Regions from separate parts of the Mus musculus genome. Here region 1 is linked to region 2. A link is a contact called in public promoter capture Hi-C data. All regions are on one chromosome and are shown on one strand. Each heading gives the region's core, a stretch centred on a gene start, on an enhancer-like site or on the middle of the called end of the contact. The rest is flanking DNA. Distances are from core to core; before and after follow the strand shown. Region 1 holds the start of Rimbp3 (RIMS binding protein 3). Region 2 holds the start of Abcc1 (ATP-binding cassette, sub-family C (CFTR/MRP), member 1).

Region 1 (4,905 bases), core at 90-2,589, 2.8 Mb before region 2:
TTTCGAGGGATCCGAGTCGACGAGCAGGCTTTGGGGTGCCACCAGTGTTACTCTGGGCTTCTAGGGGCGGCTCTTCCAAGGAATGCGTGGCTTGGGGGTCCGCGGGTCCCGGTAAAGCCGGCTGCCAGCGGAAGTGCTCTAGGATGTATTTAAGGAATAGCTGGCGCTCCACGTCTAGCGCCGCCTGCAGGTGGCGGATGCGCGCGGCTTGTTCGCCGTCGGTCTCCCAGCGCAGCAGCGCCAGCACTTCCTGCAGGCGACAGCGGCATTGTGCCGCGGAGGCTTCGGATGCCCCTGAGCGGCTGCAGTAACCACGGTTCACTAGCTCCTGGGCCAGCTGACGCTGAAGCTCCCTTGCCTGGCGCAATACAACATCGCGCTCCTGGTGTAGCAACTGCTGCAGCTGCCGCATCTCTGCCTCCTTCCAGCGCAGCAGCTGCCGGATCTCGGCCTCACGCTCGCGCTGCACCTCCTCCTGCAGCTGCCGCAGCTCCCGGAGGCGTCGTGCCTCCCACTTGGAGCGCAGATGGTCAGCCAGCTGCTGCCGCTCCTGCTCAGCCGACTCCCGCAGCTGGCGCGTCTGGGTAGCGAAACGCCTCCGTTCCGACCGGCCGCGCGCGCGCTCGCCCTCCAGCTCTGCCCGTAGTTTTTCTAGCTCTCGTCTCTGCTCCTCCAGCACTGCGGCCGCTGGGCCGGGGCTGCTTGGCTTCTTGGGCGACGCGCGGCCACCACCCAAGGGGGTGGGTGAGTCCTTTGTCATTGTGGCCGCAGCCCGGCAAGAAGCCAGAGAGATAGTTTGGTATTGGTAGGCCAGTTAGCCAACGGCCTCCGCCCCCGGCCGCTGCCAACCGCCCCACGCGCCCCTTCCGGCGCCCCTAGGTGCCCTCCGCGCGCCTCTTCCGCCTTGGGGGCGATCTCCCTTATAACCTGTCGCCTCCCCACAGATTGAGTGCCTTTCGCTTCTTCCTAAACTCCTGAGACCCCTTTCAAACTAGCCTCTGAACTTCCCCGGATACCCCGGGCATATTTCGGAGCCCACACATATCTGCTTTAGGGCTTTTGTGACCTGTTCCACTTTCGCCCTGGCAGTGTGCAATCCTTTCCAGAATTAGATCCCCAGTAGGGTTCCTAGATGATCGCTGATCCTGGGCCTGAGTAAAAATGGATTCTGGTCAGATCTCACCTGGCTCTACTAGGGTTTCTGGTCGAGTTTTGAAATTAGGTAAACTTCTTACAAGATCTGCTTAAATTTGTGGTTGAGCTCTGAGCCCTAAGTGGCTATAACTCCTCTGTTCCTACGCAGGACCCAACATGCTAAGCCTTTTCTTTGTTCTTTTTCTTTTCTTTTTTCTTTTTGGTTTTGTTTTTTTGTTTTTTGTTTTTTTGTGTTTTTTTTTTGTTTTTGTTTTTGTTTTTGTTTTTTTTGAGACAGCGTTCCTCTGTGTAGCCCTAGCTGTCCTGGAACTCACTCTGTAGACCAGGCTGGCCTCAAACTCAGATATCCGCCTGACTCTGCCTCCCAAATGCTGGGATTAAAGGCCATCACTGCCCGGTGCCTTTTCTTATATCAACTGAAACTTTGTGTTGTTTGTTTGTTTGTTTGTTTGAGACGTGTGTGTGTGTGTGTGTGTGTGTGTGTGTGTGTGTGTGTGTAGAGCTGGCTGTTCTGGAATTCACTCTATAGAGCAGGCTGTCTCTGCTTCCCCAGTGCTTGGATTGCAGGAGTTGACCAACATGTCTTGCATCTGAGCCTTTTTGAATCAGCAGGTGGCAGTGACTGAGGATTGATTGCACCCACCTCAAACATGCTGGGCAAATTTTATACCACTGAGATTCATATCCTGTCTCTGTTTCTGTCTGTCTCTGTCTCTCTCTCTGTGAAGTAGTAGTAGTACTAGTAGTAGTAGAGACTGAGCCCAAGGTCTCATTTAGTAAGTAATAGGCAAGCACTTTACTATTCATTATATCTTCAGTCTTCAGCCCCTTTAAAAATGTAAGATGTTGGGGCTGGAGAGATGGCTCAGTGGTTAAGAGTACCAAATGCTCTTCCGAAGGTCCTGAGTTCAAATCCCAGCAACCATATGGTGGCTTACAACCATCTGTAACAAGATCTGATGCCCTCTTCTGGAGTGTCTGAAGACAGCTACAGTGTACTTACATGTAATAAATAAATAAATCTTTAAAAAAAAAAGTAAGATGTTAAGATGAGCAGTGGTGGTATATCCTTTTAATCCCACCATTCAGGAGGAGGAACCAAAGCCATGTTTTCTGCAAGATCAGCAAGCACCCATAACCCTTGAGCCATCTTTCCAGCTCCCCAAAACATTAAAAAAAAAATATATATATATATATAGTCTCACTCTGTAGCTCTGGATGGCTTAGAACTGATGTCTACTGGGCTATCCTAGAAGTCACAGAGACCTTGCCTGGAATAAAGGTATGCAGCACCATGCATGAATGTCTGTTTGAAGTTTCTGGTGGTGGTGGTAGTAGTGGCGATGGTGGAATTTTTTGTTTTGTGTTTGTCTTTGTTTTGGAGACAGGGTCTGGTCTTTCTATGTCCTGGCTGACTTGGAAGTTGCTATGTAGACCAGGCTGGGCTCAAACTCACAAAGATCAACTTGCCTCTGCCTCCCAAGTGGGATTAGAGGTATGTGCATGGCACTATACCCATCTCCTTTTTAAATTCATATTTGAGTTAGGATGTTGCTAATTTGTCCAGGCTGACCTTGCACTAGTGGTCTTCCTGCATCAGGCTACCAGACAGCTGGGATCACAGGTGTGCACCCTACACCTGACTCAAACCTACTCTTGTCCTCTTACCTACTGCTCACTTTTTCCTGTCTTTTGGTATTGATTTGGTAGTTTTCTACTCCAAGGAGCCTTTCTGGACTCTCCAGGCTGGGCTTAGAGTTCCCAAGATGCTCTAGCCCACAGGGTTGCCTTGATGACTCTACATACAGCTGCTTTACCTTTGAGGAATGGGTATGACTAGTAAACCTTTGTGTCTCTGCCCAGAGCAAACTCAAAGCAGGTAAAAATGGAATGTCTTTCCCATGCAGGTTGGACCAGGCAGATAGAAAGAACATAGAGGGTACTGTACTTGGTCTCCAGGCCTACCCAGTTCCAACACTCAGCAAACACCTGTCAGCAAGCTTTAGGGTGTACACCGGGCATGGGGGTATTGGGAAGAGGCCTGAAGGTGGGCAAGGAATGAAGCTTCAGCCAGCTTGTTGGTAAGGTCCAGACCTCAAACGAGGGACAATAGACTCTCCTCTTTCCCTCAAGGAAAAACAAGACCAACAATGATAATAACACCTAATGCTGGGTGGTGGCCCATGCCTTTAATCCCAGCACTTGGGAGGCAGAGGCAGGTGGATTTCTGTGAGTTTGAGGCCAGCCTGGAGTTCCAGCACAGCTAGGGCTACACAGAGAAAATCTGTCTCAGAAAAAAAAAAATCACATATATAGCTATTGTCTGGCTACTTTAGTGTAGATCAGGAACTTTCCTCCTATCCGGTTCCTCCCTGTTCTTCCAGGCTCTGGCATTAACTGGCTTACAAAAAACCACAGTGGTGCTCGCTTCGGCAGCACATATACTAAAATTGGAAGGATACAGAGAAGATTAGCATGGCCCCTGCGCAAGGATGACACGCAAATTCGTGAAGCGTTCCATATTTTTTATGTGTAATACTCAAGTTCACAAGTTCACAGATCCATTGTGTGGTTTAACAGACTATTCTTGAGGAAAAAAAAAAAAAAAGACAGATCTTGGATAAAACCAGAAAAAAAAAAAAAAAAACAACCCACAGTGATAACTAACCTTCCATAGCCATACATTCTGTCAGAAAGATCCTTTGTGGTGCCTTCTGAGTACCCAGGGTGACTTACTTCCTCTTCTTCTTCCTCCTCCTCCTCCTCCTCCTCCTCCTCTTCCTCCTCCTTCTTCTTCAAGACAGGTTTTCTCTGTGTAACAACCCTGGCTGTTCTGGAACTGGATCTGTAGACCAGGCTGGCTTCAAACTCACAGAGATATGCCTGTCTTTGGCTCCTGAATGGTATAACTAAAGGTGTTCATCACCATGCCTGACAACACCTGGGCCTTCTAACCACTGTGTGCACTCAGCTCCTGGCAAATTACTGCTATAGTTATTTATCTAACAAGATTCCCCTAACCCTATAGAAAATACCTTTGGGGGCTGGAGAGATCACTCAGTGGTTAAGAGCACTGGCTGCTCTTCTAGAGGTCCTGATTTCAATTCCCAGCAACCACAAGGTGGCTCACAATCGTCTACAAGGGGATCTAATGCCCTCTTCTGGCCAGAGGATGTATATGCAGCAGAGCACTCATATAATTAAATATTTTTTTGGCGGGGGGGGGGGCGGGGGGGTTCGAGACAGGGGTTCATAAATTTTTTTTAAAAGAAAATACCACCCGGCAGTGGTGGTGCACGCCTTTAATCCCAGCACTTGGGAGGCAGAGGCAGGTGGATTTCTGAGTTTGAGGCCAGCCTGGTCTACAGAGTGAGTTCCAGGACAGAGAAACCCTGTCTCGAAAAATTAAAAAAAAAACAAAACAAAAAGGGGGGGTGGGTATGGGGGACTTTTGGGATAGCATTGAAAATGTAAACGAGGAAAATACCTAATAAAAAATAAATTAAAAACAAAACAACAACAACAAAAAAACAAACCTTTGGGAAACAAGAACATGAGAATTATGGTTCACAATTCATTTTCAGAACTGAAGCAGAGCCGGGCGTGGTGGCGCACGCCTTTAATCCCAGCTTGTCTACAAAGTGAGTTCCAGGACAGCCAGAGCTATACAGAGAAACCCTGTCTCGAAAAAACCAAAAACCAAAAACAAAACCAAAAACCAGAACTGAAGCAGATGAGGGTAGCAAGTGA
Region 2 (4,978 bases), core at 1,041-3,540:
GGAAGATGGGGATGTGAAGGGAGGAACAAGGAGGGGAGGAGGGAGGGGAAGCTGCAGTTGGGATACAATACAATACATGAGAGAAGGCTAGACCACGAACACTGATAAGACCATGGCCGCAGCCCAGAAGGGCTGTTCTATAGAAACTGAGCACAGTAAACAATGAAACAACTCAAGATGGTGAGGTCTAGAATGGCAGGGTGTGGCAGCGGTATAGATATGCTGGTGCAAAGCCACCTACTTTAGTTTATTGTTCTTTGAAGCAGTCTTGCTCTAGCACAGCTGGCCTGAATTTCACTTCTCCTGCCTCAGCTTTCCCAATGGTGTGATTACAGATAGGTGCACACCAGGCCAACCAACCCACTCTGTTTTGTGTTTGGATTCTCTAGCTACACATAAGTTCTTGCTTGCCAGTGGCCCTCTCACCCATTCTGATTCCAGGACTCCAGAAACAGGGTGTCCATCAAGCCTAGACCAGTGAGAGAGAAGAGGGGCCGAAAGGAAATCTGCAAGATGAGACTTAAGGGAGGATGGGAAGCTGCCTAAGGGGAAGGCCAGCCACCACTACTGCCAAACACAATCCATCCATCTTCATTTTCTGTGGCAAAAAGTTCCAAGAAGGAAAGAACACCAAGTCAGGCTTCTTGGGTAGGCTTTTTAGCATATTAGAAGCTAGAGAATACCTCCCAACATTTCCTAGTCATCACTGCGCAACAATAGGATACATCCAGATGTGAACTGGTGAGAGGCTTGAGGACCTCAGAACCCACACTGTGGAAAGAGAGTTCCACACAAGTCTGATGTGCGCATGTGCCATGGTATGCATACACTCAAACATACACACACACACAATATATGTATGTGTGTGTTATATATATGCAAAAATAAAATATGCAAACTGGTAGAAAATCTAATGTCTACTTCCCCTCCACCATAAGAGAAAAAAGAAATTCAGGAAATACTCCAGCACCCATGTTAGTGACCCAGATCCCCCTGAGTTCTTGCAAAATAACCTCGTTGTCTCTACACTTGGCACAAGGGTAGAGGACACACAGTGTTCCTGTGTGGCAAACAGGCACCTATCTCTTGCAGACTCCCGAATGTAAATCACAAGCTCTGTTTCCAGCTCTGGAGAAACCTCCAACCTCTTGGCTTTAAAATGAACCATTTATCCAAGTATGGTAAGTTTCTCAACCAAAATTGGCACCCTCCTCACCCAAAAGTCTCCCAGGGGGCCTTCAGGGGTCATCATTCCTAATGCAGTCTATCACGGAGGTACCACAAAACAGAACAAATACTTGTGGGCGCTAACCATCAGCTGCTAAGAAACAGGGATGTTTTTCTTGTTTCTCAAACAAAAAGAAAAGTCATTGTGTCCAGGGTTTCCTATTGTAGTCACTAATAATCAGGACAATGTGATGCAGGAGTGTTCTGGAATAACAGGCAAATCGCATTACAGGAACAGCATTACAGGAACACGAAATACACAAGCACTGGAGATTAGAGCAGTCAGCCAGGGAACCCAGCCTAGGATCATTTCACAAGAAAGCTACCTGGAGAGGGCCTGAAGTCCCCGGGACATCCCCAGAGCAGCGGAGTCTCTCTGACTCAGAGTAGAAGGCACTCTCCTGGTTACAGAGTCCAGGGCATTTTCCACTGCACCCCAAACCTACAAAAAGAGACAGAAAGGCCCTTCTCCCCTCTCTTGGCTTTTCCTTATTTCCTTAAAGTTCCCTGATAGCATTTAGGCAGAAAGGAGAGAGGATGAGAAAAAAAAACATGAAGCCAGAGTAAACGAGAGGTAAAACAAACAGTGGGGAACCCCAACACAAGCGATGGGAAGTCCCTTTCTAGAGTCTGGGCTCCTGCACGGTGCTCTATGATAGTGTGTGCGCGGTAAACGGAGATCCTACCCCCACAAAACACAGAAAATCCCCAATTTGCTGCCTCCAGATCTGGCGTCCCTTCCCGATGGCAGAACCCCAAAGCACAGAGGCACCTCCCCGCACACACCCAGCTCTCCCGGAACCCGGTCCCCAGAGTAAGAGAGCGGCGGCTACGCCGGGGCCCGGGTGGCGAATCCCCGCGTAAGCAGAGCAGGGCTCCGGCTAGGGGAGCAGCTGGGTCCGCGCGTCCCAGCGTCCCCCCACGTCCTCCGAGTCCCCGGTCGCCCCCGCGCCGTCCCCCGCGGCCCACCACCTTACCCAGAGTGGATCGGAGCCATCAGCGCTGCAGAAGCTGCGCAGCGCCATGCGGGCGGCCGGCTGAGCGAGGAGGCGCAGCGCCGCGCGGTTGGCCCGCGTCACCGGGATGCAGCCCCGCCCCACCCCGCCCCGCCCCGCGCGTGGGAGCGAGCACGGCCACGAGTTGCCCTGGCCTGGGCCTGCAGGCCTCGTCTGCAGCTCCCACTCACTGGCGGCTCCTAAAGCCGACACGGCCCGGAAGAACCCCGCACTGGGCCCTCCACACCTGGGCTTCATCCCAGGTGACCCTAACTGTACCGCTGGCCCCCCGCTGCGGGAGAACGCTCGGTGCTTGCGTGATTTTAGGGCTTTTTCCTTCAGTTGCACCTGGAGGGATATGGATGTGAGCTCCCAAGAAAGGAAAGAGAACAGATAAGGAAACTGAGGCTCAGAAAGGTGAGGAAATTCGCTCAGAGTCCCTCAACGAGTAGAAGTGTAGTTCGTTTGAATCAGGAGCCCTATGAATCCATTCTAAACACTGAGATCTCCATCCTGAACACCAGTTTGCCACCCCTCCTCCATGGTCTGCAAAGCACCCTGGGAATTTCTCCCATTCTGAGTGCAGCCAGGAAATAACTCATTTCCTTATTACTTGGTATGAGGAATTTGGGGACAGGGTTTCATATAATAACTAAATCTGGCCTCTAAAGCACTATGTAGTAGAGGATGAATGACCCTGAACTTGTGAGCCCCTCTGCCTCCATTTTTTTTTTTTTTTTTTTTAAGACAGACTGAAGTTTCTCTATGAAGCCCCTGGCTGTCCTGGAACTCAATTTGTAAACCAGGCTGGCCTCGAACTCAGAGATCTGCCTGCCTCTGTCTCCCAAGCTCTGGGATTAAAGGTGTGCATCACCTTTCCTCCACTTCTTATTACCCCAGCCACCTGGGGCGCTGACAACAAAACCCAGGCTTCCTCCTAGGTTTTGTTGTCAGCAGGAACCACTCCACCAGCTGAGCTATGTATACCCCTGAAAAAATATTTTAATTTAAAAAGTAATAAAGAAAATGAGTAAGATAAACAATTTTTGAAGGTCAACCACAAGTCAGGTCCCCCTCAGTATGAATAAGAGTTTGGTGGTGGTGGTGGTGGTGGTGGTGGTGGTGGTGGAGGTGGTGGTTGTAGTAACAGCATTTACTTCTATGTGTGTATGTGTGTGGGTGTGTATATAAACTTGTGCTTGTGGAGGTCAGGACAGCCTGGGAGAGTTGTTTTTTGTGGAACTTTGTGGATTCCAGGGAGCTAACTCAAGTCATCAGGCTTGGCAGGAAGTTTCTTTACCTCTGTGAATAAGTTTTTTAAAGATAATTACTTTCAGGTAACAATTCTCAATGCACTGTTACCCATATTTATTGAGCATCTGCTGTATAGCAGGAGTCTTGCTAGGCTCTAGCAAGCTAGCAGCTGGAATATGCTCAGATCTGACAGACGGGAAAGTGGAGCTGTATTTTCATGTGTTTTAGTGATAAGGCAACAGATCTTAATGACATGCTTTCATAATCGGAAAGTGTATTTGAAACTGTTGCAAGATCCAGGAAGGGGATAAAGAGGATCAAGGGGGCCAGGCCTGCTCAGGTAAAAGTCTAGAAGGCTTTCTGAAAGAAAGCTTTTGAGCTAAACACAAGCATGGTTGGGATTCCAGCCTGGGCTGGGCTGTGTCTTGAGCTGAGGAAAGCAGCCTATAAGAAAACTATGAAGCAGCCAAGACTGGTGGTGAACGCCCACGATCTCAGTACTTGGGAGGCTGAAGGAGGATCTTGAGTTCGAGGCCAACCAGGACTGCATGAGACCCTGACACAAAACGTAGAACAGAGCAGTTCTGGTGACAAAGCTTAGCTGGGTAAGTACTACTGCACAAACCTGAGAACCTGGAGTCTGGACTCCAGCATCCATGTCAGAAAACGCCCATGTGTCAGGGCACATCTGTAATGTGGTCCTGGGGAGATGGAGACAGGCAGATTCCTAGAACTCAACAGCCAGTCAGCCTAGCCCAGTTGTGAAGTCTAAATTCAGTGAGAGATGCTGTCTCAACAAATAAATCAGAGACAGCCAGTGAGATGGCTTATCCAGCAAAGGTGCTTGCATGCAGCTCTGACAACCTGGTCTCCCAAGCCCACAAGGTAGCAAGAGAGGATCGACTCCTGAGGCTCTTCTTTGACCATCACTAGTGCTCCAGAGCACATCTGCACCTGCACTCACACATATACACAAAATAAATTTCATTTCATTTGAAAATTAAGGGGAAAGGTTGGGCAGGGCTCCACACACCTTTAACCCTAGCACGGAGAAGGCAGAGGCAGGTGGCATGAGTGAGAGACACTCAAAAGAAGCAAAAGCAGGGATATTACACAGACAGGCATAAGCTTGAGCGAAAGGGGACGGAGCCAGAGTCCATAGATAGTGAACAGGTGACAGAGTGTAACACTTCTGTCCAGTGGGATGGCCTGCATTTCACACAGGAAATTCTGCCCTAGAACTGCATGGATAAACTGAGGGTGTTGTGGTGTAGGAGACCCAGACATCCTCCTGCCTCAACCTCTGAGGGGCTGGGACTATCAGTGTGAACTGTGCATGGTGCTTTTTTTATACTTTTTCCATGTGAAACGTCTGTTCTATTTAAATTGATTGCCACAGACCCTGCCACGAAGGGGGCTGGGAGATGGGTGACTAAGCCAGATAGGGGTACCCAGAAAGTACAGGATATAAGGGATTCCACTGAGGCCCCAGAGCAGCATTA

The links. Promoter capture Hi-C pulls out the DNA fragments that hold promoters and counts their contacts.
Region 1: a contact with region 2 is called in a promoter capture Hi-C map of the 3T3-L1 cell line, with 4 times the contacts expected there. The contact joins the promoter of Rimbp3 here to the promoter of Abcc1 in region 2. A contact is called at or near these places in 1 of 39 promoter capture datasets (the 3T3-L1 cell line) and 1 of 115 datasets of contacts at active chromatin or transcription factors (astrocytes).

The regions. Positions count from the first base shown.
Region 1 is chr16:17,204,569-17,209,473 of GRCm38.p6, reverse strand. It overlaps Rimbp3 (RIMS binding protein 3), which reads right to left and starts at 1,339. Exons shown (of 1, transcript NM_001033338.3): 1 at 1-1,339. The coding sequence starts at 760. Gm22129 (a small nuclear RNA gene) reads left to right here and starts at 3,576; the gene lies at 3,576-3,682.
Region 2 is chr16:14,358,870-14,363,847 of GRCm38.p6, reverse strand. It overlaps Abcc1 (ATP-binding cassette, sub-family C (CFTR/MRP), member 1), which reads right to left and starts at 2,290. Exons shown (of 31, transcript NM_008576.3): 1 at 2,205-2,290. The coding sequence starts at 2,252.